Linked DNA regions of Mus musculus: regions 2, 3, 4, 5, 6 and 7 are each linked to region 1. A link is a contact called in public HiChIP or PLAC-seq and promoter capture Hi-C data. All regions are on one chromosome and are shown on one strand. The core of a region is the stretch at or near the end of the contact, and the rest is flanking DNA. Distances in the headings are between cores, read along the strand shown. Region 1 holds the start of Lztr1 (leucine-zipper-like transcriptional regulator, 1). Region 2 holds the start of Slc25a1 (solute carrier family 25 (mitochondrial carrier, citrate transporter), member 1). Region 3 holds the start of Ppil2 (peptidylprolyl isomerase (cyclophilin)-like 2). Region 4 holds the start of Dgcr2 (DiGeorge syndrome critical region gene 2). Region 5 holds the start of Ccdc116 (coiled-coil domain containing 116). Region 6 holds the start of Car15 (carbonic anhydrase 15). Region 7 has its middle 18 kb from the start of B830017H08Rik.

Evidence for each region. Promoter capture Hi-C pulls out the DNA fragments that hold promoters and counts their contacts. HiChIP or PLAC-seq counts read pairs in DNA pulled down with a chosen protein or histone mark. Capture Hi-C pulls out chosen DNA fragments and counts their contacts.
Region 2: a FOXA1 HiChIP or PLAC-seq map of pancreatic cancer cells shows a contact between it and region 1. The contact joins the promoter of Slc25a1 here to the promoter of Lztr1 in region 1. A contact is called at or near these places in 1 of 39 promoter capture datasets (erythroid cells), 2 of 484 Hi-C or Micro-C datasets (natural killer cells and regulatory T cells), 2 of 115 datasets of contacts at active chromatin or transcription factors (memory CD8 T cells and pancreatic cancer cells) and 3 of 9 other capture datasets (adipose tissue, liver and pancreatic islet).
Region 3: a contact with region 1 is called in a promoter capture Hi-C map of liver. The contact joins the promoter of Ppil2 here to the promoter of Lztr1 in region 1. A contact is called at or near these places in 1 of 39 promoter capture datasets (the HPC-7 cell line), 5 of 115 datasets of contacts at active chromatin or transcription factors (the SCID.adh cell line, embryonic stem cells and large pre-B cells) and 2 of 9 other capture datasets (liver and pancreatic islet).
Region 4: a contact with region 1 is called in a promoter capture Hi-C map of liver. The contact joins the promoter of Dgcr2 here to the promoter of Lztr1 in region 1. A contact is called at or near these places in 1 of 39 promoter capture datasets (liver), 1 of 484 Hi-C or Micro-C datasets (CD4 T cells), 1 of 115 datasets of contacts at active chromatin or transcription factors (memory CD8 T cells) and 1 of 9 other capture datasets (liver).
Region 5: a promoter capture Hi-C map of hematopoietic stem and progenitor cells shows a contact between it and region 1. The contact joins the promoter of Ccdc116 here to the promoter of Lztr1 in region 1. A contact is called at or near these places in 13 of 39 promoter capture datasets (the C10 cell line, the HPC-7 cell line, cranial neural crest and 8 more), 2 of 484 Hi-C or Micro-C datasets (embryonic stem cells and erythroblasts) and 5 of 115 datasets of contacts at active chromatin or transcription factors (the SCID.adh cell line, embryonic stem cells, memory CD8 T cells and 1 more).
Region 6: a promoter capture Hi-C map of liver shows a contact between it and region 1, with 2.3 times the contacts expected there. The contact joins the promoter of Car15 here to the promoter of Lztr1 in region 1. A contact is called at or near these places in 5 of 39 promoter capture datasets (the 3T3-L1 cell line, cranial neural crest, hippocampal neurons and 1 more), 1 of 115 datasets of contacts at active chromatin or transcription factors (embryonic stem cells) and 3 of 9 other capture datasets (adipose tissue, liver and pancreatic islet).
Region 7: an H3K27ac HiChIP or PLAC-seq map of extraembryonic endoderm stem cells shows a contact between it and region 1, with 5 times the contacts expected there. The contact joins the enhancer-like site here to the promoter of Lztr1 in region 1. A contact is called at or near these places in 2 of 39 promoter capture datasets (embryonic stem cells and hippocampal neurons), 1 of 484 Hi-C or Micro-C datasets (regulatory T cells) and 4 of 115 datasets of contacts at active chromatin or transcription factors (extraembryonic endoderm stem cells, fetal liver, memory CD8 T cells and 1 more).

The regions. Positions count from the first base shown.
Region 1 is chr16:17,507,035-17,510,756 of GRCm38.p6, reverse strand. Lztr1 (leucine-zipper-like transcriptional regulator, 1) reads right to left here and starts at 2,074. Exons shown (of 21, transcript NM_025808.4): 1 at 1,539-2,074; 2 at 1,069-1,131. The coding sequence starts at 1,729. Aifm3 (apoptosis-inducing factor, mitochondrion-associated 3) reads right to left here. Exons shown (of 20, transcript NM_001291070.1): 20 at 3,275-3,630. The coding sequence ends at 3,591.
Region 2 is chr16:17,926,426-17,930,147 of GRCm38.p6, reverse strand. Slc25a1 (solute carrier family 25 (mitochondrial carrier, citrate transporter), member 1) reads left to right here and starts at 1,929. Exons shown (of 9, transcript NM_153150.2): 1 at 1,929-2,162; 2 at 2,496-2,603; 3 at 2,682-2,781; 4 at 2,856-2,994; 5 at 3,408-3,492; 6 at 3,609-3,713. The coding sequence starts at 2,069.
Region 3 is chr16:17,109,221-17,112,942 of GRCm38.p6, reverse strand. Ppil2 (peptidylprolyl isomerase (cyclophilin)-like 2) reads left to right here and starts at 1,691. Exons shown (of 21, transcript NM_001252444.1): 1 at 1,691-1,800; 2 at 3,249-3,298. The coding sequence starts at 1,769.
Region 4 is chr16:17,889,854-17,893,575 of GRCm38.p6, reverse strand. Dgcr2 (DiGeorge syndrome critical region gene 2) reads left to right here and starts at 1,848. Exons shown (of 10, transcript NM_010048.3): 1 at 1,848-2,190. The coding sequence starts at 2,112.
Region 5 is chr16:17,142,769-17,146,490 of GRCm38.p6, reverse strand. It overlaps Ccdc116 (coiled-coil domain containing 116), which reads left to right and starts at 2,045. Exons shown (of 5, transcript NM_001373948.1): 1 at 2,045-2,114; 2 at 2,343-2,480; 3 at 3,612-3,722. The coding sequence starts at 2,409. LOC115488656 (a long non-coding RNA gene) reads right to left here and starts at 1,620. Exons shown (of 3, transcript XR_003951945.1): 1 at 1,553-1,620; 2 at 1,110-1,325; 3 at 467-529.
Region 6 is chr16:17,836,459-17,840,180 of GRCm38.p6, reverse strand. It overlaps Car15 (carbonic anhydrase 15), which reads left to right and starts at 1,995. Exons shown (of 8, transcript NM_030558.2): 1 at 1,995-2,140; 2 at 2,315-2,350; 3 at 2,710-2,880; 4 at 3,303-3,463; 5 at 3,546-3,638. The coding sequence starts at 2,074.
Region 7 is chr16:17,813,372-17,817,093 of GRCm38.p6, reverse strand. It overlaps the pseudogene Zfp520-ps. Among named protein-coding and RNA genes, the nearest start is that of B830017H08Rik, 18 kb to the left of the region's middle. Within about 2 kb of position 1,588, at least 112 of the 459 cell types and tissues checked have an H3K27ac peak or open chromatin away from gene starts, as enhancers often do. A contact at or near this core is called in extraembryonic endoderm stem cells, fetal liver, hippocampal neurons and 1 more, where this site is marked.

The sequences.
Region 1 (3,722 bases), core at 825-3,324:
GGGGCAAGTGGCACTTAAAAGAGATAAGAGGGCACAAGGCCTCACCCAAAAGAACATTAGAAGAGGACAGAAGTGTGGAAGGGAAGGAACAACATTGCAAATGGCTAGGCAACAAGGATGGGGACAAGGTCATCAAACAGACAGGACAGCACTAACAAGCAGGCCATACCCTCCTATTAGGACAAAGAAGACAGAGGCATTCAGGACTGTGAACCAATTAACGCGCACTCTGATGTGCAGTTGTACATGAATCCCCAACTGCTCTTGGAGAAAGAGGCTGTGGAAATGAGCTAAAATCCCAGACAGTCATGGCCAAGTTTGTATGTCTTAATAGACCTGAAAAATCTCACTTGCTCTAGGTCAGCTACCTCATGTAGTCTACAGGACCAAGGCTATAGTGCCTGTTCTGGGCTTTAGGCCAGGTTCTAGGCCTGAGAGGAGGGAGTCATATGTAAACACATAACCTCAGCTTACTTGGTGGAAGTCTATGTGCATGGAGATGTGCTTACTAGGTCATTTCCAGGAATATTATTTTCCAGGAGGTTAAAGCAACACAGGGAAATCTCCACCAAATGTGTGTACAGCATCAATAAAACTGTTTTAGAGGTAGTGAGATGACTCAACAAGACTTGCCACCATGTCTTGCAACCTGACTTCAAGCCCTGGTACCCATACAAGGAGAAAGATGATTCCTGCTAGCTGTTGTCTGATCTCCACATTTGCGCCCCTCCCCCCATAAGAGATGTTACAAAACAAAAATTTGGGCAAAGCCTAGAGAGAAGTGTAGGGAAAGAAGAAAAGTGCCAGTAGGGCTAGCATGTTTCTTCCAAAGCTGTCTCCTCTTTCAACACAAGGATATCTCCATGAACCTAGCACAGGCTGCCGTTTGAATGCTGGATAAAAGGGCTTTAGGGGTAGGGTCTTCCTCACCGTAACATGGGAATCAAGGGCAAAGCACCACACAGATGGCGAAACAGAGGCTCACAAGGCATAGCTAATGACTCCCATCCTCTGTCTCTCTCTGTCATCATCCCCTGCCACCACTTCCATCAAAACAGGCAAACTCACCCGTTGTCTCCACCAAACACATAGATGGCATCCTTATATGCCACGACTGTGTGCTTGCTGCGCCTAGAAAGAAAGAAGGGGTGAAGGGTGGTGAGACCGGAACTCTCCCAGCTGGCACCCAAGAAATGGGACTACACACATGGTTGCTACCACATAAGTTTGGACAAAGCCTCTCAACTGCTAAGATCTATAGAGATCCTTCAGTTCTTCAGACAGCAAGGACATACATCGGGGACGCTTCAGACTTCCCACTCATACCTCACAGCTCAGGGACCCAAACAGGATCCTCAGAAACACAAGTCTGGTACCCTGCCTAGAATCACTACGGTGCTGTTCCCTGGGAACTCAGCTTTGGGAACGACCAATCTATACTCCAAGACATCACACGGGATTTCGTCCCTACAGCCCGTCCTAAGACCAGCTCTCGTCCCTACTACCAGTGCCTTCAGGATCCCTGTACACTGTCGTACCGGGCGCCCACGAATTCGTCACAGGGCGGGAGGCGCCGCCAGCGATGCACTGTTTCGAAGGGTCCAAAGTTGAGCGTCAGGTACTCGACACTGTCTGAGCAGCTGTGGTCAAAGTCCACGCTCGGAGCCACCTTGGAGCGTACCCCTCCTGTCAAGGCCCCGGACCCAATGGGGCCTCCGGAGCCAGCCATCCCTTGTTCAGGCTGGATAGGCCGCCAGGTTGCAGGACTCACGGCCACCGCCCGGGCAGAGCCAAAGGACTACACTTCCCAGAGAGCCCTGCGCCGCTGGTGTAGCACTTCCGGCCGGTTTGTCGGGCCTCCCGACAAACCTCGCGCTTCCCGCGACGCGGCTCGCTATCGAGGAACCTGGCAGCCCGGCTCCTCGCATTATCGTATATCGAGCACATCACATTCTGGAAAGTATTTCTGGCCAAGTCTCGATTTGGGTTTCCTCTTTCAGGATACGCACTCAGACCATAGTAAACCACTGACATTCTCAAGGCAGCGGCGAGCTACACGCTCCCGGCATGCCTTGTAGTCGGGCTTTGCTGTCTCCCGGAAGATCCCCCCGCCCTCCTCCAGGATGAGGTTTCGGACTTGCAAGCGAGCTGCTCAATTGTCCACCTTCTGTTTGTGCTCCCCAAACCTGATCTTCACTGCTCCCCCTCTGCTCTCTCTTGGCATTCTTGTCTGGGACTCTCGATGGCGGGGCACCTCTGGGTTCTCAGTTGAGAGCAGTATCTTCATTTATTTCTCTCCTCTCTCTTCCTCCCCCTCCTTCTCTCTCTTTTTTTAAAAGATTTATTTATTATTATATCTAAGTACACTGTAGCTGTCTTCAGATGCACCAGAAGAGGGCGTCAGATCTCATTACGGATGGTTGTGAGCCACCATGTGGTTACTGGGATTTGAACTCATGACCTTCAGAAGAGCAGCTGGTGCTCTTAACCACTGAGCCATGTCTCCAGCCCCTTTCTCTGTTTTGCTGTGGGTTTTGAACCTAGGATTTGATCAGCATGCACTCTGCCACTAGGCTACACCACAATTTGTGTGTGTGTGTGTGTGTTTTATTTGTAGTCTGCTGCCAGCTGAATCACCCGTGAAATGATTCAGGAAGTTCAGGCAAAAGGGACACATGTAGTGAAATGGATATAATGTCAGTTGGTCTAGTTTCATATTTTTTTGGTAAGAGCTTATAAATGTAAAATAGTAAAAGTCAAGAGCAGCTTCACAATGGCTATCCTAACTGTACAAAAACAAAACCTAGAGATATACAGAATGCAACTGGATAGGTTTTTGAGTGACTACTGCAATCTAGCAGAGTGTATTTGTGAGTTAATAACAATGAGGTGATTTTCATTTTGTTTTATTTCAGACAGGGTTTCTCTGTGTAGCTCTGGCTGTCCTGGAACTCACTCTGTAGATTAGGTTGGTCTTGAATTCAGAGATCTGCCTGCCTCTGCCTCCCGGGCACTGGGATTAAAGGTGTGCGCCACCACCTCCTGGTCTGAGCTCAGGTTTCTGTGGCAGCATGGAGTCTGCAGGACCCAGCTCCCACCTCTCTTAAGTGGACAAATACAAAAGCTGTCTCTGGCTTGTGAAGCTTTTTTAAAAAAAAAAAACAAAAGACTGAGACTTCTAACCCTCCTGCCTCTGTCCTGAGTGCCACTATTACAGATGTGTCACATCATGCCTGGCTCTAAGTGTCGGCCCAATTACACTAGGACACAGTTCTGCTGAGACATGCGTTTTAATTTTAAGGTAATGTTGAAGGGGCTTGCTGGGAAAATCGTCCTAGTAGAGGAAACCAAGGCAGAGCCTGTCCTGCCTCTACACCCAGCTGTCAGTGACAGCTGAGGCATTAGGAATGGACCATCTTCTGGAGGCTGTGGTAGCCTGGCTGGAGGCGAGGCAGACAGGTCAAGGCAAGCCTTGGAGGACTCAGATTCCACAGTGAGGGATCCTGGGAAATTGGAGTTGGCACTTGCCCCAGGACTTGGTCTCTGACCTTGGTACCCCAGAGGCCTGCCCAAGTCCACCACAGGAGAGCTCAGGATCCTTTTCCTGTGAGCCAAGACATGTCACCGGTTCTGCAGGAATGAGAGGAGGATGGGTCAGGGCAGAAGAGGACAGGTTCCCCACTCTAGGCACCATGAGCCAATGATTCTTGAATACAGCAGCA
Region 2 (3,722 bases), core at 680-3,179, 420 kb before region 1:
TCTCTCTTGGCAGTGAGATCCATGGGTAAAGCACTAGAGAACTCAGGTTCCACCCAGACTTCAGAGATGCCAGCATGCATGCCCTCAGCTTTAATTCTCCTGGAGGATCCTGTCTTCATGCCCTTCCCTCTATGGTTAGCTGGAGCTCCAGACCATGTGCTCTCATCTCTTGCTGACAGACAAACCCAGGGCCTGAGAGAGACTGAGCAACAAGAGGGACATGTGGAGAGCACATGAGGGCTGTGCTTTTACTCTAATGTGTGCTAGTGTTTGGCAGTTGGCACCCTGAAGTAGAGAGGGACAAAGGCCATCCATGGCACTGGGCCCTGGTGCCAGATGGGTAGGTAGAGGTGGGAAGGATCCCAGTTGTGACCAAGTGTGGCAGTCATGTGTCTAGAAACACTAGCACAGCCAGCATTTTTCTTACCTCCATGCCCAGCTGTGGACTGCTGCTGTGACCCACCAGGCTCTGGGAGAGTTCCTTCTCACGTGTGCTAGAAAGGGCGTTGAATTGAAAGCCCACCCAGGATTGCATGGAACAAGCCCTCAGAGGCTGTTGTATCCTGAATATACTGGGTGTAGTGAGTACTAACACTGGTGGGAGAGGAGGACAGGATGCCAGCTGGCCTTCACCAGCTGTTGTTACCTGAGCTAAGAGTCCAGTTGTGTGTGTGTGTGGGGGGGGGGGTGTTCCAGCTGCACCTCTAGCCTGGCCAACCTCCCACTGGCCCCCAACTGCCATCCCCATACTCCTTGCCTCCAGACATCTGCTGGCCCAGTGCCTTAGGCTCTGATGAGTGGAATTGATCCTGTTCCTTCTGCCCCTCGACCACACAATGGCATTCAGTACAAGTACTACAACCCACAATCCCCCAACCCGACCCCCCCCCCAAAAAAAACCAGCAGAAGCCAGACTAGCTATAGGCTCTCCTCTGCTATCCTACAGGCTTACCCTATTAATACTCTACAGCGCCTGCCTACAAGGAGCCTCCTTTGAGTGCTTTTGTTTATACTGGGTAATGTGTCCACACCCAACCCTCAACCCATTTAACCTTTTCTGGGAAAGGAATCACAAAGGACTCCAACTGGGAGGTACAATATCTGGGCACTCTGTTTTAGCTAAAGCCCTGTGATAGCTTCTGAGCCAACCCAGAGCTGGGGGAGATCACTGACCACCCCCAGCGACTGCTTCCTTTCAGACAGCAGGGAGGTGGACCCTTAGGCCTCCAAAGGTCTGCAAAGACTCCTGGGAGCTTCACCCCAAGCCGGCTAGGGCTGCCCCCTCCAGGCGGCTTTGAGGATATGTGTGGCAACAAAGACTTCTCAAGACTTTGAGCCTCCTGCCGACCATAAATATTAAAACATGTTTATCAGAGCAAAGCAGCTCTGCCTGGTGATTGTGTGGGTAGGCGGGACAAAGGCCAACTTAATAGGCCCTTCAAAGATTCGCTAGAAACTGAAAGGAAGGGAAACCTGCATTTGTCGGGGGAACCTGCCTAGGAAAATTCTGTTTCCGGACGAATCCGGGAAGGGCAGAGTGATCATCGCACTGCCCGGGAGGGTGCACGAAGGCCAAGCTCTGTTATTACAATAATTCAGAAGACTGAATTCACGCACCGGGGTGGATGTGTCCCTACATCGCCCCCAGGATCTCGAGGCCCACCTTAACCCCAAGGCGCGCTCCAGACGCACGTGTCTCTAAACTGCACCTTGACCCACTGCTACCCGCCTTGGCTTAGCGTTGCTGTCCGGAGACCACGCCTCCGGCGGGGTTCTCCGTCTCCCCGGAATCCAGCACCGGCCATTGGCTGCTCTCAGCTCTCCGCCCCGACGCGTGCCCCAGTGCATCCCGCCCAAGCCTCAGTTTCCCGGCTGGCACGGGGCGTGGCGTGGGCGGGGCTCAGCTCAGGCCACGCGGGGCGGAGCCCGGGAGCTGACGTGACCACCCCGCCTCCCGGACCAGAATTGGTCGTGGTCTCAGTAGCCTCCGGCTCCGCTGCTTCCCGAGAACCCCGCGCCGGAGGCTCGGACCCGAGGTCGACGCCGGGCGCCTCTCCTCCTGCCCGCTATGGCTGCGCCTCGCGGGCCCCGCGCTCTGTCGGCCGCCGCGCCGGGGTCCGGGAAGCCCAAACTGACGCACCCCGGGAAGGCAATCCTAGCAGGTGGGTCACTCGGAACCCCAACTCAGAGCCTGTCCGACAGCGCTTCCGGGTGGGCCGGGGACGCCCAGGCCCCGCCCAACTTCCGGAGGGGCGGAGGTGTCGGGGTTGCGACCCGGGACCCCTAAGTCCACTCGTCTGCTGTCGCTCAGAGTCTCTTGGGCACTCCAGGCGGAGACCACCGGGTGGGGGCGTGGGCATCGTCGGGACGCTGGCAGCGACGCGGGCAAAGTCCGGGCGGGGGAGGGGCCGCGCGGCGGCGGCAGCGGTGGCAGCGGTAGCGGCTGGGTCCACCGGGCAAGGGTGTCCCTAGCCCCAGGCATTTGGTCCCCACAGGCGGCCTGGCTGGAGGCATCGAAATCTGCATCACCTTCCCGACCGAATACGTGAAGACGCAGCTGCAGCTAGATGAACGAGCGAACCCACCGCGGTACCGGGGCATCGGTAAGGAGGGACTCCCGGGGGTGGCTAGGGGGACACTGCGGAGCAGAGGAGCTAGGGTCTTGACCGCGCCTCCCGTAGGAGACTGCGTGCGGCAAACTGTCCGCAGCCATGGCGTCCTGGGCCTGTACCGCGGCCTCAGCTCCTTGCTCTACGGCTCCATCCCCAAGGCGGCTGTCAGGTGAGACTCTGCTCTGTTGAAACGACCCGGAGGGAGTGGCCGCAGCGGGCCCCCTCACATGTCTTCTTCATTAGGTTTGGGATGTTCGAGTTCCTCAGCAACCACATGCGGGATGCCCAAGGTAGGCTCGACAGCAGGAGAGGACTATTGTGCGGTCTGGGTGCCGGCGTGGCAGAAGCAGTGGTAGTCGTGTGCCCTATGGAGACCATCAAGGTGAGGGATTGAGCCTTTCAGGGGTAGCCAGGGTATCTTCGGGCTCCCAGGTTTTAATGGCATGTGCCCCCATGGAGGCTGTCAAGGTGGGAAGGGTCCCCACACATATGCACCAGGTTCGTGGTAAATGGTGGCAGAAAGGGTCTCCTGTGGCGGCTCATGCGTAATAAAAGCATGAGCGAAGTCTTCAAAGCATAACTCACTATTCAAAGTCTAGGAAATAGCAAATGTAACGCTGGGGAAACCCTCTGAGGTCTTGGGGCCTATGTGTAATGGAACTCAAGAACAGCCTAGGGATTTCCTGCAGAAGAGCTGGGAGTCCCCAGCTTTGGCCTAACGTTGGTAAGGTCTGGGTCTGCCAGATAAAGTGCAGATGTGGCCAGGAACCAGGGCCATTGCTTCCTTCCTTTTAGGTGAAGTTCATCCATGACCAGACTTCCTCCAACCCCAAGTACCGAGGATTTTTCCACGGGGTTAGAGAGATTATTCGGGAACAAGGTAAGCCTGGAGAATGGAGACCTGCTAAGTGGGACAGCATCTACTTGAGTGGCTCCCCCTTGACTGCAGGCAGGGCCTGGAAGGCTCCAGCTTGACTCCTGTCTGCCTGTCCCAAGGGCTAAAGGGAACATACCAAGGCCTTACTGCGACTGTACTGAAGCAGGGCTCAAACCAAGCCATCCGATTCTTTGTCATGACCTCCCTACGCAACTGGTACCAAGGTACACCAA
Region 3 (3,722 bases), core at 442-2,941, 400 kb after region 1:
GTGGATATACATATTGAGTCATGGTTGATCATACCTCACTTGGGACTATAGATAATAAAAATCAGAACATAAGCAAAATTACTATATAATTATAAATTATGATAAACTATGAGAGAGGTGAGTGGGGTGGCCAAGAAAGTGTTTTTTTGTTTTGTTTTGTTTTGGTCTCACTGTATATTCTTGGTTGACCTGTAACTCAATATGTAGACTAGGAGGACTTGAACTTACAGAACTTACCAGCCTCTGCCTCCCAAGTACTGGTAGTTTTGTTTAGTTTTGATTTGCTTTTGAGACATGGTTTCTCTACTCACTGTAGACCAGGCTGGCCTCAGACTCATAGAGATCTGCTTGCTTCTGCCTCCCAAGTGTACACCACCATACTGGGCTAAAAGATCTTTTGAGGTAAGATTTATTTGGAAGGCAGAAGTTATGAAGTAAGAAGCTGACAGGATGACTGCCTTTGGCTAACTGGGTGGATGGTGGTCCTTGTTAATCCTGCCAAATGAGAATCAGACCAGTGACCCAGATTTTTTGGTTGCATTTTCAGTTAGACAGGGTTATCTCCCTAAAGTAGGATTTGAGAGCATAGTCTCAAAGGAGAATTTTTTTTTTTAATATCCCCCAAACTGCAAGGCTAGGGGGTTTCTAATGTTTTATGTTTATGTAGGAATTTGACAAGACATCTTAAAATTATTTGGTTGAAGATCTTATCAGGAGGTTAGGGTTAGGGTATGGAACATACCATTTAGCATCAAAGTGGAGATTTGGAACAAGGAAATTAAGAATTCTTTGATCAGCCAGGCGGTGGTGGCACACACCTTTAATCCCAGCACTTGGGAGGCAGAGGCAGTGGATTTCTGAGTTCCAGGCCAGCCTGATCTATAGAGTGAGCACCAGGACAGCCAGGGCTACACAGAGAAACCCTGTCTCAAAAAACAAAAACAAACAAAAACCCAGCTTAGGGTGGAGAGATGCCTTAACAAATAAGAGCTGTGCAAGTCTGGCAAAGAGAACCAACTCCTCACTTGTCCTCTGAGCTCTACACTTGTGGCATGGCCACTATTTAACCACACACACAATTTTAAAAAGGAAACTTGGGGCCGGGCATGGTGGCACACTCCTCTAGTCCCAGCACTCGGGAGGCAGAGGCAGGCGGATTTCTGAGTTCGAGGCCAGCCTGGTCTACAGAGTGAGTTCCAGGACAGCCAGGGCTACACAGAGAAACCCTGTTTCGAAATACCAAAAAAAAAAAAAAAAAAGGAGACTTGGGACCCATTCTCCCGGCACATGAGACCCAGACCAAAGATCTGGCCACAGAAGGAGCAGAGAGGGCTTGGTCATCTGCCAGCTGATGGGCCTGAAGGGCGTGGGGACCGAACGAGAGAAGAGTTGAGTATACACATGGACATGGCTTTAGAGAAGGTGAAAAAGGTTGAAGATCTTTAGATACAAAGGAGGTGAGTCTGAGTGAGTCTGCCTAGCATAGCATGGACTGAACAAGTAGCCAGACAGTGCATAGAAAAGTTTTTGAGGGCTTGGGGGAGGCAACGCAGTATGGTGGGAGACAGGAAAAGTGGATTCTACTCAAAGTTAGCAAGCTTCAGCCTAGCACGGTGCCTGCACCCAGCACCTGGACACCTGGAAACCACAATTCCCAGAATGCTTTCTTCCAACTTCCGGGATCCAGTGCGTCGATCTCCGGAAGTAGTTGAGAAAGCGGAGGCGCCATAGTCAGTGTCTGCTGTGGTCTCTTCGGTTTGTTGCCACCATGGGGAAGCGACAGCACCAGAAGGACAAGATGTAAGTTGGGTCGCGTCTCTCGTCTCAGCTCGTCGCCGTGCTGAAGGCTATCATCTGAAAGCCTCAGCTCTCACAGGCGCGGTCTCGTCCCTCAGTGCAGCCTACGCGGGCCAGGGCGTTCTACCGCCGGACTAACTAACTTCCGGGATTTCCCTACCCCTAGCCTTTCTGCGAACGAGTTTTGCCCCTGAGTTGGTTGTCCGCTTCGTCCTGGCTCTAGTCTGAGAGCCTACACACAGGCGACAGCCTTCAAGTTGAAGATAGGCGGGTCGTGCTCCATGTTCCCCTCCCATTTGCTGCTGCTGTACTTTCTGTTTTCTGTTGTCTCTTCAGATGCTCCCCGCCCCTAGCTGCTTGCAAGGATATCTTTGACTTCTGTATTGCCAGATCTAGTATCCAGCTTTTCAGTCCTTGGGCTTCTTCCCTTTCCAAAAGTAGCCTTTAGTGAGATCTTACATGCGCTTAGTAGTTTTTTTTGTTTGTTTTTGTTTTTGTTTTTGTTTTTCAAGATAGGGTTTCTCTGTGTAGCCCTGGCTGTCCTGGAACTCACTTTGTAGATCAGGCTGGCCTCGAACTCAGAAATCCCCTTGCCTCTGCCTCCCGAGTGCTAGGATTAAAGGCTTGGCGCTTAGTAATTTAATCTGCGAATGATCTCTATTTCATTCCTCTTTGCTGGGCTTCCCCTCCCCTTGTCCCAGACCTCGGGGGTGTTTCCTTCATCCCTGTGGTGGATCTGTTCAAAGAGTCTCTTGCACTAAGTCAGCAGCTTTCACTCAGTTCTCCACTTGGAAAACTTACAGCTTTTTCAAAACTAGTATGCTAAAAGGGAACTTGATAATTTTCACACCTAAGCCTGCCGTTTCTTATCCTAGCTCAGTGGTTACATAGTGGGTCCCTGATTTACTATATATAGACTGAAGACAATTCTCATCCTAACAGAAGAACAACCGCACAGAGCAACTGGAGCTATGTTAGATCATGTCTGGGTCCTGCTCAAAATCACCCACCAGCTTCCCATCACACTTAGGCAAATAGAGAGTACTCTCCTTGATCTTTGACTCATTTTTGACTCGGCCGCTGTCCTTGCTTCTGTGTCTTTTTCTGCTGCTACGTACCTCATCACACTCTTCCTCTGCTGTCTCCTTTCTGGAACAGATTCAGCTTGTCCTGTTCCAGCCTCAGTAAGTGTTATTCCTGTAAAGGGCTTCCCCAGAGCTTTGTGTGCCTAGCTCTTCCTGTCAGATAGTCTATAAGTCCAGTTCATTTCCTTCTGGACAAGGTGCTGTTGATGTTTCTTTATCTCTCCATCTTTTGTCCTTCTTATGTGCCACACAATGCAGATGTTTAATGTGATTTGACAAGTGAGTGGGCGTTCTGTCATAAGTTACTTTTACAGCTTCTGTCCTGTCCGTGGCAGGACCCAGTAACACATGCTCTGTCTTCCTCAGGTATATCACTTGTGCTGAGTACACTCATTTCTATGGTGGCAGGAAGCCAGGTAAGGGGATGCTGGTGGTCCTGAAGAATGCTGTCTCCTGTGATCCAGAGCTATCCAGAACACTGACATTATAGTAGATAACGAGACGGTCCATAGTTGATAAAAAGAGGACATATACTCAACATAGTACAGTATACTTCCATCTTAGAGGAGAATACTTAAAAATATAACTCTTTCAAGTTCAGGCCTTTTCCTTAGGAAGTGCTATAGCCTTCTTTCTTTCTTTCTTTCTTTCTTTCTTTCTTTCTTTCTTTTTTGTTTTTTGTTTTTTTGTTTTTTTTTGTTTTTTTTTGAGGCAGAATTTCTCTGTGTAGCCTTGGATGTCCTGGAACTCACTCTGTCTGTAGACCAGGCTGCCCTCAAAGTCAGAATCCGCCTGCCTCTGCTTCCCAAGTGCTGGGATTAAAGGCGTGCACTGCCACTG
Region 4 (3,722 bases), core at 599-3,098, 380 kb before region 1:
ACCCTTAAAGTCACTGAGAAGGTGACTTCAGTGGGTGAAGTCACAAAGGAGTAATGCCCAGGGGGAAATGAGGCTATTGCCTGGGGTGCTTGGACTTAGAACCTGGAAGGTCTGTCAGTGTACTGGAGCATACTGAAGGTGAACAAACTCGTTTGTGCTTGGCTCCAGCCTGAGGTAAGGGGCTTCACCTTTTTTTTTTAAAAGATTTATCTATTTATTTTATGCATATGAGTACACTGCAGCTGTACAGATGGTTGTGAGCCTTCATGTGGTTGTTGGGAGTTGAAATTTTAGGACCTCTGCTTGCTGCTCACTCCGGCCCAAAGATTTATTTATTATTATAAGTACACTGTAGCTGACTTCAGATGTACTCATTGCAGGTAGTTTTGAGCCACCATGTGGTTGCTGGGATTTGAACTCAGGACCTTTGGAAGAATAGTTAGTATTCTTACCTGCTGAGCCATCTCACCAGCCTGGGGCTTCACCTTTTAAAAGAGCACTTTTGAATGTGTTTTGGGCCCTGAGACAGACCTGGGCCGACTTCAGGTTCTTTATCTCCTGGCCCAGTGGTGGTAGTGGTGGTGGTGGGTTAAGGAGTTAACTCTGTGCTTTCATTGTACCGCTCAGCCAGACTTCTCACTTCCTGTCCTGCTCTTTTCTCTTCCAAACCTTTCCTGGACTCTTAACGGCGGCTCTGCAGGTGGACAGTTGGCAGGAAGACTGCACTTGGCTGAGTTCCCTCCAAAGGACCTGCCCAACTCAGAGCTCTGGCTGAGCTCCCAGGGCAGATTTGCAGTGGGGGTGGGTATGGGGGCAGAAGGCTAGGCCTGGATCTTGTACTCAGTGCTGGGAATGTGCCATAAAACTATCTGAGTGCCCAGAGCAGCACTGGACAGGTACCCTTGCTTCTGCCAGCAAGGAACCCCCCATCTGTTGTGACAAGTCCTATGTCCAACATCTTGGGCCAAGACCTGGTAAAGTTGGAATGTCTGACGACTTGACCTTGACTTTACCTACCTATAACAAGTTAGCATCTTTCACTCATGGCTCCATGTATCTATCGTAGGTTGAAATCCTGGGACTTTGGTGGAGGGGCAATAAGAGTGAGTCAGATATGCTGGAGGTGACTGGCCTTCCCCACTTTTCACTTCCTTCCCCTGAACAGATTGGTTTTTCATTTGCTGTCTCTCCTTCCACGTTCATGCTGTTCATGAAGGCAGGTGTGAGTTTAGCATGTGGAGCCTTGTTCCCAGGCTTTAGCCCTGTCTCTGCCTGGGCTTTTTTTCTCCATTGTATAGGCAGCTCCTTCCCCAGATCTGGTCCAGAGACTCTGGGCTTCTCTGTTAGATTCTGACATCCATTAAGCCATTTCCTCCTCTGTTGATATTCTTTGTGCCATTCCCTGATCCACAGAGACTGCTGGTCCTTTATTTTCACTAGAGCTCTTCACTTTCTTCACAGCCGTTCGGCGTTTAGAAGACCACTTTAGGGAATATGTTGGCACTGGGACAGACCTGGGCCTCCAGGAGTAAAGATCGTTCAGGTCCAGCTATACCTCCTCAATTCACTAATCCCGGATTCCCCACTCCTACCCACCCCAGACCCTGGCGCCAGCACTGTCAGTCCTTGTGACCCTACCAGCACTAGGGACCCCTTTTGGTACCTCGCTGCCAAGGCTGCGTCCCACCTCTCGGTTCAGCCAATGGCACGCCTCATTTCCTGCTAGCCCCGCCCTTGGCCCCGCCCACTCGCTCATTCCCTAGGCCTCTCGTGCTCATGCCCCGCCCCGCGTCTGGAGCTCGGGTCCTACCTCCCTCCGCCACCCCACCCCCCGCCCAGCTCGGCGTTCATTGGTTAGTGCGGGCCGGAGGCGGGGTGGCGCGGGCCGGAGCAGGACGGCCGCCATCTTGCGCGAGCCGGAATCTCATCCCGCTCCTGCGGCCTAGAGTGCGCGCGAGTCGGTGGCGTTCTCTTGCCGCGGCCCAGCTGGATCCCTCGCCTGCCGCCCCTCAGCCCCAGGTCGGAGTCCGGCCTTCACCCACTCCTCTCGGCCAGGTCCGGCCTCCCCGCGGGGTCACGCGGCTGCCCCGGGGACGATGAACGGAGGATAAATGGTGCCCAAGGCAGACAGCGGTGCCTTCCTGCTGCTCTTCCTGCTGGTTCTCACTGTCACCGAGCCGCTGCGGCCAGGTGCGCGGTGCTGAGGGTGGGGGCGCGGTCGGGGGTGGGGCTGCGGACGTCCGTTCCCCCGCGGCTGCTGGGGGCTACTGCTCCTCGGCCCGGCACAGGCGAGGCCTGGCCGCGGGCCTCTGGGCGTCCCCTGCCCTGGCACAAATTGGAGTGTACCAGGGTTCGGAGCCTCGAGGATGTTGCCTTTAGACCCAGGTCCACCGAGCGCCGCGTGCTCTGGGACCCACTGGCCAGGAGCTGCGTCTCGGGCGCACCCTTCTGCTTGGCTGAGTGGAAGTCTTGGAAGCAGCTTGTGGAGGCACCTGGTGCCCCAAGTGTCCGCCCAATTGTGGCCTAGTGCCAGCGTTTCAGCCCTGGACAGCGATGTCTGGTTGCTCATTGCCACTTAGTGAAACGCTTTATCACAGAAGTCCAGCCCTGCCCAAAGGAGGTACTGGGAGTAAACTGAGTACCAGGTGCAGGGGAGAGTCCTTTCAGCGGTGCCTGGCACTTAGTGCTTTGTGTGGTGTGATTAACTACTTTTGATACTCCCTTGGAGTTTTGTGTGGTGGGGAACCTCAGGTCCCTTTTCTGCTTATTTCAGATACTTCTGAACTGTGCCCCCCCCCCTGCAAAAAAAAACCTTCACTGCACCCTACTTCCGCAACAAAGCCAGGTCAATTTATCCATCAGGCACAGGAATACCAGTACAGCCTCACTGTCCCTTTAGGGATCCCAGCAGGGATGTCTTGTCTGTGAACTTTCAGAGACTCCTCTGTACTAGGGCGGTGGTAAGTAGAGCTCTTAATGCTTTTAGCAGAGGAAGGTTCCCATGAAGGAATGCCCCAGGCAAGTCTTCTATGGGTGACATCATGACTGGGTGTCAGAACAGGTGGGTGCACCCTCAGCAGTGTCCTATCTCAGCTCCCATCCTGCAACATATTTCAATGCTTGGCTTTGTGCTTTTGTCCCATGTGGAAATGTCTGCCAGAGCCTCAGTGACCAAGCCCAAGACAACACTCAACTGAACAGAGCGTTTCCCTGGGCTCCAGGAAGGGAAAAGCCAGCTGCTCTGCATAGTGAACTGACTGGTTGTAAAGTAGCCCGCTAGGAACCCTTGTGGATATGATTCTCTTGTCAGGCTAAAGGGTTTGTGGGTTCTTACCTTTTACATATTGGTAAACATGTTTGTATACTTCTGCATACAGTGAACCCATTCTGATTGTTGGGTCCAGTTTTGCAGGTGAGGTCCAATGCCCCTTGCCAGTCTGTTCCTATATCCTGCCAGCTGGCTGAGAGCATTTCAGAAAGGACATGTGAGTTCTTGCTGCCTGCCCAACGATAGAGGTATTCGAATGCAGAACACACAACCCTCTCTTTAGAAGTGCTCAGTATAGAAGAAGAGAGCAAGTATGAATTCTTCAGTATATTGCTGTGTATTGGGCATCCCCAGAAAGATGGCAGAGGCCATCCATGTGCACATGCGCAGCAGGGGAGCCCTCATACGATCTAAATGGGACCTACAGTGGAAGAGGCTCCAGTGGAGGGAGTAA
Region 5 (3,722 bases), core at 796-3,295, 360 kb after region 1:
GTATACACGTGTGTGTATATATATAGTATATATAAACACACACATATATATGTATATACGTGTATACACGTGTATATATATATATATGTATATATATATACATACATAAATACACACACGCATATGTGTGTGTGTGTGCGCGTGTGTGCATGCGCGCCTGGTTTTGATCCACAATGTGAACGCATACTGGTAACCGAACTTCAGTCCTTTGCAAGAACTGTAAGCTTTCCTAACCACTGAGTTCTCTAGCTCATTTTTTTATTTTTGAACTGTAATTTTTTTTAATGTCGAAAAGGAGAAATATATTCAAGAGAAATTCCCCTTGCTCTTCTCAGTGTTTATCATTACTAAGTTTCTGGGCAGTATATTGTCCTTCCATTATTTTCTCTGAGAAAAAAACCAGCCACCTACCTTTCTCCATCACTCAATGATGATGCCAAGTTATTTCATTCTTGTAATGCTGCTCTTCTTTGTTTCAGTCTGTTCCTCACTGATTCTCCCAAGGGGAGGCTTTTTCTTAGCAAAAGCTCTAAACAACAAGAAAACTGGCAGATTTACTCAAGAAAGCACTAGTTCACTTTCACCTTGAGCTTAAGGCAATGCTTACATCCGTCACCTCACTTTTGGACTTTGTCCAGTAAGCTTCCTTATCCATGACTTACCTATAATCACCATGGTGACATGGTAATGTGGCTGTCTTGATACTGTTTTGAAACAGTCTTATGTATACCAGGCTGACCTCACTATTCATTCAGCTGAGGCTAGCCTTGAACGTCTGATCCTAGAGCTTCCACCTGTCCAGTGCTGGAGCTACAGGTATGTGCTACCACGCCTGGTTTTTGTGGCACAGGAAATTAAACCAAAGACTTCATGCATGTTAGGCAAGCATTCTGCCAACTGAGAAGCATTCATTATAGGATGTCTGTTTCTTGATTCAAGCCCATGATATTGGTAATTTACTACTGTTTTACAGCTAAGAGACCTGAAGGTTCATGAGAGAGATGGGGCAGGAACCCTTCCCTACAAGTTGAAGCCTGACCTGCTCTGGGCTCCTCAATCCTGATGCCTGCGTGACAGGCAGAAGGGAGAGAACTTGATTGTAACAGTACCTGGTGACGTTTCATAAGGGTTGGAGGCCTCGAAGAACCCTTCAGCCAAGTTCTTGGCATAAACACTGCTGTGTCTGATCATAGTGACTGTTGAACCATCGGGTGTCATTCAGCCACTGGGGCCCTCTGAGAAACTGCTTTTGGAAAGGCCAGAGGCCCTGAGGCCATGGAACGCTGAGAACCACAGATTGGGAGGAGAAAACTCTACAGCACCTACTGTATCAGGAATGGGGTTATTAGGGATTAGGGCTAACTGCTTTGATTCTTGCCCTAAAGAAGTGAAGCTGTTAGACAAGGAAGAAAAAAATGTGGCAGGGGAGGATGGACTTGCTGTGGGTATGTTGGCAATGACAGGCTTCCTAGGATTGAAGGGAGGAAGGAAAACTGTAGAGGTGAGTTTATATGGCGCTTCCATATAGTGTAAACTGTGTTGTAATACTCACTTGTGGAAGGGTCCTCAGCTCCATTATGAGGAGCTGGTGTTGAGGGGCTAAGTCATATTAGTAAGAAAAAGCAGGGGCAGGAACTAGGCTGTTCAGAAAACCAGGACTCTTCACTTGAAAAGGAAGATGCGGCCTAGTCCACACTGCATTGATGAGGGAAAGGGATCCTTAAGAGGAAGCCAACGGAGTGGGAGGTCCAGGAATGAGCTGAGGAAGGTGTTTAAATCACAAATTGAGGCTATCGCTTCCGCCCTGAGAATTAGAGAAACAAGACCCAGATTCAGACGTCTTGGCTGAATATAACCATCCCCAAGAACTATACTTAGCTGGCTGGACAGAAAAAAAAAAAATCCAACGGGTGGGGGAGGAGCCAATCTGGGCCCCTCCCCCAACCATTGTGTCGGGGAGGCTAGTGAATGAGAGGCCAGATTCTGTCCAATCAGGATAAGGTATGTAAATGAGCATCCTAGGATGCTAAGGGGGTAGGATTCCAGTTCTCTGTGCGGTAGAGCTTTAAAGGGTGCTGAGTGAGCGAACCCCTAGAAGCACAGCAGAGACTCTGGTAAGCAGGTGAGGTCTCCAGGGTGCCTCTGGTCTGAAAGAAGGAAGTCCGGACACACACTTCGACCCAGACACAGTTGCAAACAAAAGGCAGCGATTTGGGAATGTCCACAGATGAGTGACCGGTCCAAGCAGGGAAAGTTGGGATGTCTGAAAGACAAAAGTACAGGGAATGAGGGGTCCATGGAGGCCTGGACCTATCTTTACTTCCTTTCCCCGCCCCATACAGAGGAGTCTGCATCTGTGCTGTGGGACCTGAAAAAGGAAGCAGAAAACAAATTTAATTATCCTCATCATGGCGAGGTGCCGCCACCACTCAGGATATCTGGCTGACGACGAGGCTGCTCACAGCACCTATGTGGCCCCGGTAAGTATATCCAGCTGGCCCACCACTTGCCACTGCTTTCTTGTGTCCAGTTGAGCTCACCAGGTCATCTGGTGGAATCCTTATTGTAGTGTCACCTTCCCTTATGCCTGCTTGCAGAGCCCTCATCACTCACTTCCCACTCCCCTTAGCCCCAGATAGCACTTGGGTGGACTAGGAGCCCTGAGAAAGGAGCAAGGAGGACTCAATCTGGAGACATAGGCTCAAGTCCCCAACTGTAGCACAGCAGTGACAACAGTGTAGGTCTGTGCTAGAGACAGAGAAGAAGGGCTCTCCAGAGAGGGTGGAGGGCTCTCATAATTGCACTTTCACACCATGAACACAGAATTCCACTTCTTAGTCTCCCAGCTAGGGCTGGCATATATGAAATATAGGCATTGGGAACCTTCAGGGCAATCCTAATAGACCCATACTTTGCAGTGAAGCCCTCAATTAGGGCTATTGTAAGAATAGTCACACATCCCAAAGGTCTCAGAGCTGGGTGGGATTCAAACCCAGGATTACCTGATTCTAAAATGTAATTCAGGGCTGATGAAAGAGCTCAGTGGGTAAGACTGATGATCTGACTTGGGGGTGATCAGCCCGTCTCCGAGATCCACACAATACAAGGAGAGAACCAGCTACACCAAGCTGTCCTTTGACTGCAACACTCCAGCTGAGGCGTGTGGACACACAAAGAATTGTTTCAAAAGGTTTTAAAGGCCGGGCGTGGTGGCACACGCCTTTAATCCCAGCACCCGGGAGGCAGGTAGATTTCTGAGTTCGAGGCCAGCCTGGTCTACAAAGTGAGTTCCAGGACAGCCAGGGCTACACAGAGAAACCCTGTCTCGAAAAACAAAACAAAACAAAAAAAAGTTTTAAATGCACGTCAGTGGTTGAACATTTGCATACCATGTTCAAGACCCTGGGTTTAATCGTCAGCATTAACAAGCCTAAAAAAAAATGTTTTTTCATTGTTCAGTATCAACCAGCTTCTAATGGGACCCTGGGAGGACTGCAAAGATAGCTCCTTACCCATTGCAGGCCATCCTGCCTGTTATGACTGCAAAGACAGCTCCTTACCCATTGCAGGCCATCCTGCCTGTTATGACGAGCCTCTCTGTTCAAATGCAGCTGCCCAAGAAGCACCTGTTGCCAGAAATGAGGCCAACCTGCAAGCTTGGGCGTGTACCACACCTACCATCAATGAACCAATACTCAGAGCACCAAAGCCACCAGCAAAAC
Region 6 (3,722 bases), core at 746-3,245, 330 kb before region 1:
CAATGCCAGGGCTGGTATATCCCCGTTACTAGTGTCCAGTGCAGGGAGGGCGCTGGACTTCATCTCTGACCATCCAGGTGGCTGTAAGCAGCTCCTTCCAGCAGGAGCTGCAGCTTGGAGGGTAGCGATTGGCAACTTACACCCAGGACTGGGCTGTTCAATGCCTTTTCCTACAGGGCTGGAAAGGCTTGAGTCCTCTGAGAAGATTTCAATCTATAAAAAATTGGATGATCTTGTCTTTCCAGAAGTCCTAAGATGCTAAAGACTTGCATAGCCTATTGCCTTGGGCTGAGGCCTCTCCTGAAAAGAGGGGGTTACACCCACCCACTATGGCACTCAGCCTGCTGGGGGTGAGAAGCAGAAAAAGCATTTACTATCATTTCTGTGAGACACCAGGATTCTTGATAGCAATGTTTGCGTGCGTGTGGGGTGTGTGTGTGTGTTATCCAGATCTCAAGAGGAAAGGAGACGTAGGGAAGGAGAGAGGGTTTTTCTGCCATGCTTTGGAGGAAAAGGGACACAGCAACCATGTAAGATCTGGGCAGTGAGGGCCTGTGGCCGGGTTGCCAAAGATGTCTGGCAGGGGCTAAATAGAACAAGCCACTAAGTTTAGGGCGGAAGGAGAGATGGAGATAATAAATTGGAAAGGGCATGCATTCCCAGGCAGGAGAGATTTGTGCTTAACAGGCAAGTTAAAGTAACAAGGCTGAGTGTGTGTCTTTTGTCCTCGGATTCTAGGGTCCCAGGAGTGGGCTGGTAATGCAATCCCCTCCTGGAGCAAAGGTGGGTAGAAAAGGAAGCCAGCTTAGGGCTTGGTTTTGAGGATCCTGGAGCTAAGCCTGGTGGAACAAAAGGGAGCCAGGAGTGGCTGGTGGCGCAGCGGGCCCCCCCCCCCCCGCCCCGCAATCCCAGGCAAGGTGGTAGCATGTTTTTTAAAACTACACACAACAAAGGTGTGCACCTCCATGCCCCACACAATATTTTAATTTTTATAGTTTTTGTGTGTTTGTGCATGAGTTTATGTATTTGCACCCCATACATGCAAGAGCCCTTATTGGTCAAACTCAGGAACCAGACTTTCAGCTGTAATCAAGTTCACTGTCCTAACTCAGAAGGGCCAGTAACTACAGCAGGCTGTCACAAAGGCTGGCAAGGGGTTGGGTTAAGAAGGATCTGCTGAGGCCTTTGGTGGGGACAGGAGCTTCATTCTACCCTCAACACATCTGAAGCAGGGTGCCTGGGGCTCTGCCAACACTGCCCTTTCCTCCCTGTCCTCTCTTCAAGGAAGAGCCTGGTCCTCCAGCAGTGCTGAGGGAGAATCCAAGGAGACATGCTAAGCAAGTACTCTTCCACTAAGCTATACCATGGGAAAGAGATGCTGAGAACTGGAATACTGAGAGGGGCAGCCCTCCAGCCCACTCCCTGGTAGTCATTGTTCAGCCTAACCTGCTCAGACATGGTGCCCATGTGCAGAAGCACATCAGGAAGCCAAGGAGGCACAGACACTTCCCTCCAGAGTGCCAGGGACTTGAGCCACTGTAGTATCCCCACCACAGGAGGGCTGCAGCTTCTCCTGAGACCTTTGTCTTTGGGAGGGTAGTCCTCAGACGAGCATCAATAGGAAGGCTGATGTGGACCTGGACTTGGAACGGGTTGGAATCTCAAACTTGTAGCATGAGAAAGAACAGCCATGCCTCCTAGCCTAAGTCTTGGGCAGTAGGATCCAATGTGCCCTCACCTCTTGAACTAATTTCTTTGACGGTGGTTTCGGCATGTCACTCCTGGTCTCTGTTACTCATTTTCACTGCTGTAAGAGTAATAACCAGACGCCCTTCGGGAGAAATGCCAACAGTTACACTGGCTGCAGCAGCTCTGAAGTTTAGGCTCCAGCCCACCTCCATTCCTAGTGGCTCTACCTGGGCTCCACCTACTCTAGCCTCACCTCAGCATGTCCACAGGGCTTATCCAGACCTCTAGTTCACCTACCAATGAATGCAGAGCAGCCTTCTAAGTAGCCTGGCTGTACATTCCTCATCCACTTTGCAGTTCTCCGGAGTCAGCCACTGCAGCATCATGTGGGCCCTGGACTTCTTGCTCAGCTTCCTCCTTATACAACTGGCGGCACAGGTGGACTCCAGTGGTGAGCACCAAGGCTCTGCCTGACACCACCTACCTACCAGTGATGGGGCAAGTTTGGGAGGAGACGCACTGACAAGGGAACAGCCTCTACTGGCTAACCTGTCTCCATTCCTGGACTGGGGTCAAGATGGAACTTTATAAAGAACCACAGTGGTCCCCTGCCTCCTGTCTACAGGTACCTGGTGCTACGACTCCCAAGACCCAAAGTGTGGTGAGAACAGTTGTAACAGGCTATGTGGATCTGTCTGGTCTCTGTCAGCTCCTGTGCTCCAAAGAACTGGACACTGTGATTCTGTGTGTCTGCTGTCAGGGTCTGTGAGTCTATGGGTGTGGCTAGATCATGTGTGTGTTGGGATGGTCCCCAGCATGAGTATGCAGCCGTGTCCCAGACCCTCCTACCTTATCTCTCTGTGGGCCAGTATGCTTGCAGACTTATAAGTCAGATGGGTGCTGCTGCAGCCAGGTGTGTGGAGGGCAGAGGGAGGGCATCTGGGTATATGGAATCCCTCGTTGTACTCCCAGACTTGCCTTTGAGACCCCTGCTGCAGACACTAGTCCTTCTTTTCTCAGGCCCTGCCCACTGGAAGGAACTAGCACCTGCCTGTGGGGGCCCAACCCAGTCCCCTATCAACATTGACCTTCGATTGGTCCAGCGGGACTACACTCTTAAGCCCTTCATCTTTCAAGGCTATGATTCAGCCCCTCAAGATCCTTGGGTCCTGGAGAACGATGGCCACACAGGTCAGCATCATAAGGTTGAGACTGCCACACAGAAGCAGGACTCCATACAGCTTACAGGAACCTCACCCATACACAGGGATGAGGACCCACAGACGAGCTGAGACACCAGCTTCTCAAAAGAGCTCACTACCCCCCAACACACAACACAAATGGGCTAACCAGCTATAAAAATGGGATACGCAGACGAGTCCAAATCCTCGTGGACAAAGCAGAGGAGGCTCTACACACGATGTAGGGAGGTGGCAGGGGACCCTCTATAAATGAAGCTAGCCATGACCCCTGAGGACAGTCAGTTCATGTCCAGATGCCAAGATGCTGGAAAGAAGTCAAGGTCCTCATAACTGAAACTGCTAGTGACAGTGTTATTCCTACCCTGGGGAGTCTGCTGGTGAGGAAAACTCTCATGTGCTCCCTGCCTTCAGTGCTACTTCGAGTAAATTCCTGTCAGCAGAACTGCCCAGCCATCCGAGGGGCTGGGCTCCCGTCACCAGAGTACCGGCTACTGCAGCTGCACTTCCACTGGGGCAGCCCAGGGCACCAAGGCTCCGAGCACAGCCTGGATGAGAAGCATGGCTCTATGGAGGTGGGTTCAGGGTGGACCAGAAGGAAGACAGGCGTAGGGAGCAGAGAGCAGCTGGTCACTACCTTTGTTCTGTATCCCCTAGATGCACATGGTCCACATGAACACAAAGTACCAGAGCATGGAGGATGCACGGAGCCAACCAGATGGGTTTGCTATACTGGCTGTGCTGTTGGTGGTGAGGAAGGGGCTGTGGCCCCGTACATGTTTCCAGAAACAGGGACTTGGAGTTGTGTGGAGGGACCAGGGATCTTCAGCTCTG
Region 7 (3,722 bases), core at 339-2,838, 310 kb before region 1:
TACTTCTTGTATCTTTTTGAGAAGCACTGTTCTATCTCAAACTAAACTCCTGCAGAGTAAGGTGAGAATCTCCCCGGTCAGAGGCAACAGTGGAGTTGTTCCTGAGTAGTCAGATATAGCACACTGCCGAGGTCAGAGGTGAGCAAGGAAAGTGAGGTTGGGGCAGCCCTTGTGCACACGCACTACCTCACAGGATAGCTCCACAGAGGACATCCTAGGAGGCAAACCCATCAAGAGGTCTGCTGCTACGTTTCTGATGTGTTCAAGCAGCGCCAGCTGTTGGGACGGAGTACTAAAGAGTGAGAGGAGGCAGTCCTCTTTCCCCTGAGGCACCACAGAACTGCTGGCTCACATTTTTAGACTTGAGTTTATGCCAGTGCAATCTGTGGGTGGATGTATCTGGGACTGAATCAGCTCCTGATCCCGAGACCTGATCCTGATCTCAGCCCTCGGGGATTGATTAGAAGCCTGGCTGGGTCTTCAGCTGGAAGAGTTCCTTTGGCGGTTCACTTGGGCACTCTGCTTTTGTGCCTCTGGACTTCCGGGTGCTTTTGGTTTTCTATTTAATTTTCTGGTTTATTTGCAACTCCAGTCCAGCAACCCAGTCTGAGCTCCAGGGCCATGCTTCTGCTCCGTACAGAAAACTCTGCTTCAATCTCTTAGAGATTGGAAGGTGGAGCCTGAGATAATTGGAGGACATTTACAATACAGGGCTATATCAGGCTTTGATTCTCAGGCAGGTCAGATGGGAGGCAGCCCAGGTAGTATCCTGGCCTGGGAGCTGCAGAATGACACTGCACTGGGGAGCGAGGCTGCGCTGTGGAAGCCAGCTCCTATTGCTAGTGGGAGCGACCTCATAAAGGAGAGCCTTGGCAGCCACAGTGGGACTGAGGAGGCTGTCCCTCTAGGGTGCCCCCTCTCCTTTGATCAAGGCACTCTCACTGAACACTCATCTGCCAGATGCAGCAAGGACATCCAGTCCACAAAGGGACTGCCTCAGAACCACCAAAGAGCACAGCAACCGTCAGAAGAGCCCAGGCAATCTACACGAGAGCACAGACAGCATGAGGTGGGTGGGCACTGACGCTGCGGAGAGCAAGTCAGCCAGTGCGGGAAGGTATTCCTGCAAAGCTCCCGGCCCTTTCGCTGCACTTGCGCAATGGCCTTCAGATGCCACGAGTGCAGCAAGGCCTCTGGAGCGCCGACCTCGTGGAGCACCAGCGCAGCCACGCTGCTACTCATGCCCCAACGCGCACCCGCGGTGCACGCGGGCGATCGGCCCTACAAGCGCGGTGCCCGCGAGAAGGCCTCCAGGGGCAGCTCGCTGTTCAGCACGCACCGCCCAGCGCGCATCGGGGTGAGACCCTACGCATGCGCCGCCGAGTGCGCCAAGGCCTTCAACCAGCGCACGCACCTCACCCGCCACCTCTACGGCCACACGGGTGAGAGGCCCTGCAGGTGCGGCTGTGGCAAGGCCTTCGCCTGCCACTCTTCGCTCACCGTGCACGAGGAGATCCACCGTGGCCACAAGCCACTCAAGTGCTGGGACTGCGCCAAGGCCTCCCACAGGCGCGCGGGCCTCGCCCTCCACCAGAGGGCGCACACGGCGACATGCCCTTCAAGTACTGCGAGTGCGGCTCTGCTGCCCCTGGGACATGGGGTGCACCAGCGCACCCACAGCGGGGAGAAGTCGTTCCGGTGCTTCGAGTGCGTTAAGGCCTTCAGCTTGTACTCCTACCTCATGGTGCAGCCAAACTGGCGAGAAGCCCTACAAATGCCACAAGTGCGGCAAGACCTTCACCCAGAACCACTGTCTTACCACACACAGGAAGGTTCACCCCGGGAGAGAAGGCTTTCCAGGGCGGGAAGGATTTCTGCTGGAACTCACACTTGGAGCGCCAGAGGTTGCACTGTGAGGAGTTCAATAGGGGCTTGCTGAGCTCCATGCCTGGCAGCCTGCTGGATGCAGGGAATACCAAGGCGAGTGGCATGGACCCCATAAATGCTTTGAGCATAGCAAAGCTGTGTGTGATACAACTGACCCCTGGAGAACAAATCTGTCAATCAGGGTGACACTCGCCGGTTACTTCCCCACTCTCCCAAGTCATCAGCTCTAGATTCTCAGAGCCAGACGACTGTCCCTCCAGGTGAAAAAGCCTGGCTTGACCTTAAAGTAGTCTCTCACAAGCCATTCCCTCCTACTAGATATGGTCATGGCTAGGGAAGAAGTCATCCTACCAACATGCTTAGTGGGGCCAGAGCCATGAGAGTTTTTGCAGCTAGACACAGGCATTTTTCCTTCTCTCTCTCTCTCTCTCTCTCTCTCTCTCTCTCTCTCTCTCTCTCTCTCCTCTCTCTTCCTTCCTTCCTTTCTTTTTAAAAATTGTCTTATTTATTTATTTATTTATTTATGAAATAGAGTTTCTCCGTGTAGCCCCGGTTGTCCTGGAACTCTTCCCACAGATCAGACTGGCCTTGGCCTACCAAGTGCTGGAATGAAAGGTGTGCATCACCTCCTCCCAGCTGGCATTTTCTTTTAAAAGAAAATAAGGGCTGTGCAGATGTGTAAGTGGGTAAACTGCTTTTTGCCATGCAAGTGTGAAGGCCTGAGTGTGCACCTCCATAACCTGTGTGAAAGCCAGGTGTAGTGGACAGGTGTACGCCCACCTCTGAGCAGAACAGGAACCAGCAGGCTCTTGAAGCTCTCCAGCCAGCCAGTCTAGCTGAACTAGTGAGACCCTGACATTTCCCAGTGAATTTTTAATTGTTATTTAGGTGCTTTGCCTACATGTATGCTAGTGCATTGCCTGGGTGCCTGGTACCCACAGAGGCCAGAAAAGTAGATTAGATCCCCTAGGACTGGATAAACCCGTGTCCTCTGGAAGAGCAGTCCGTGCACTTTCTACCAAGCCATCTCTCCATCCACAGAAACCTGGCTTGAAAAATAAAGTAGATCCACATGTGGTAGCTCATGCCTTTCATATCAGCACTTGGGAGGCAGAGGCAGGAGAATCTCTGTGAGTTTGATGCCAGACTGGTCTACAGAGAGAGAGAGTTCTGGGCCAGCCAGAGCTCTATAGTGAGACCATCTCAAAATAAACAACTAATGTAGAAAGCCATAAAGGAAGGCACCTGGTGTCTCCCCACAAGCATGCACACACAGATACACACACAAATTAAAAGCTCTGGAGAAATGTCACAGAGGTGACAACATAAAAACCTGAGTTCTAGTCCCCAGAGCACACATACCCTCCCAATGCTGAATCAAGGAGGGACAGGAGGATCTCTGAGCCTTGTTGGCTGCCATCCTAGCTCCTGTCTTGAAGGAAAAAGTCAGAGAGTGATGGAACAAGACACTTGATGTCCTCTTCTGGCCTCTGCAAATGAACACATGGGTGCACACACTCACGCATACACATATGCCAAACACACGCAGCAAAAAAAAAAAAAAAAAAAAAAGACTAGAAGTTAAGATTAGTGACACATGCCTATGTTCAGATCCCAAGCACCTACATAGGAAGCCAGGATTGGTAACATGCTTTTAATTCCAGGGCTGGGGAAGCAGAGACAGAAGGACTCCTAGGGCTAGCTGAATTAGGAAGCGAAGGGATCTTTCTTCAAGAACCATTTGTCAGCATCTTTCTCTAGGATCTAGGGCTCAGTGATGAAGCTATGCTGAGTGGTAAATCCCAGGACTCTGCCTGTCCCCCACCTCGTCAGTG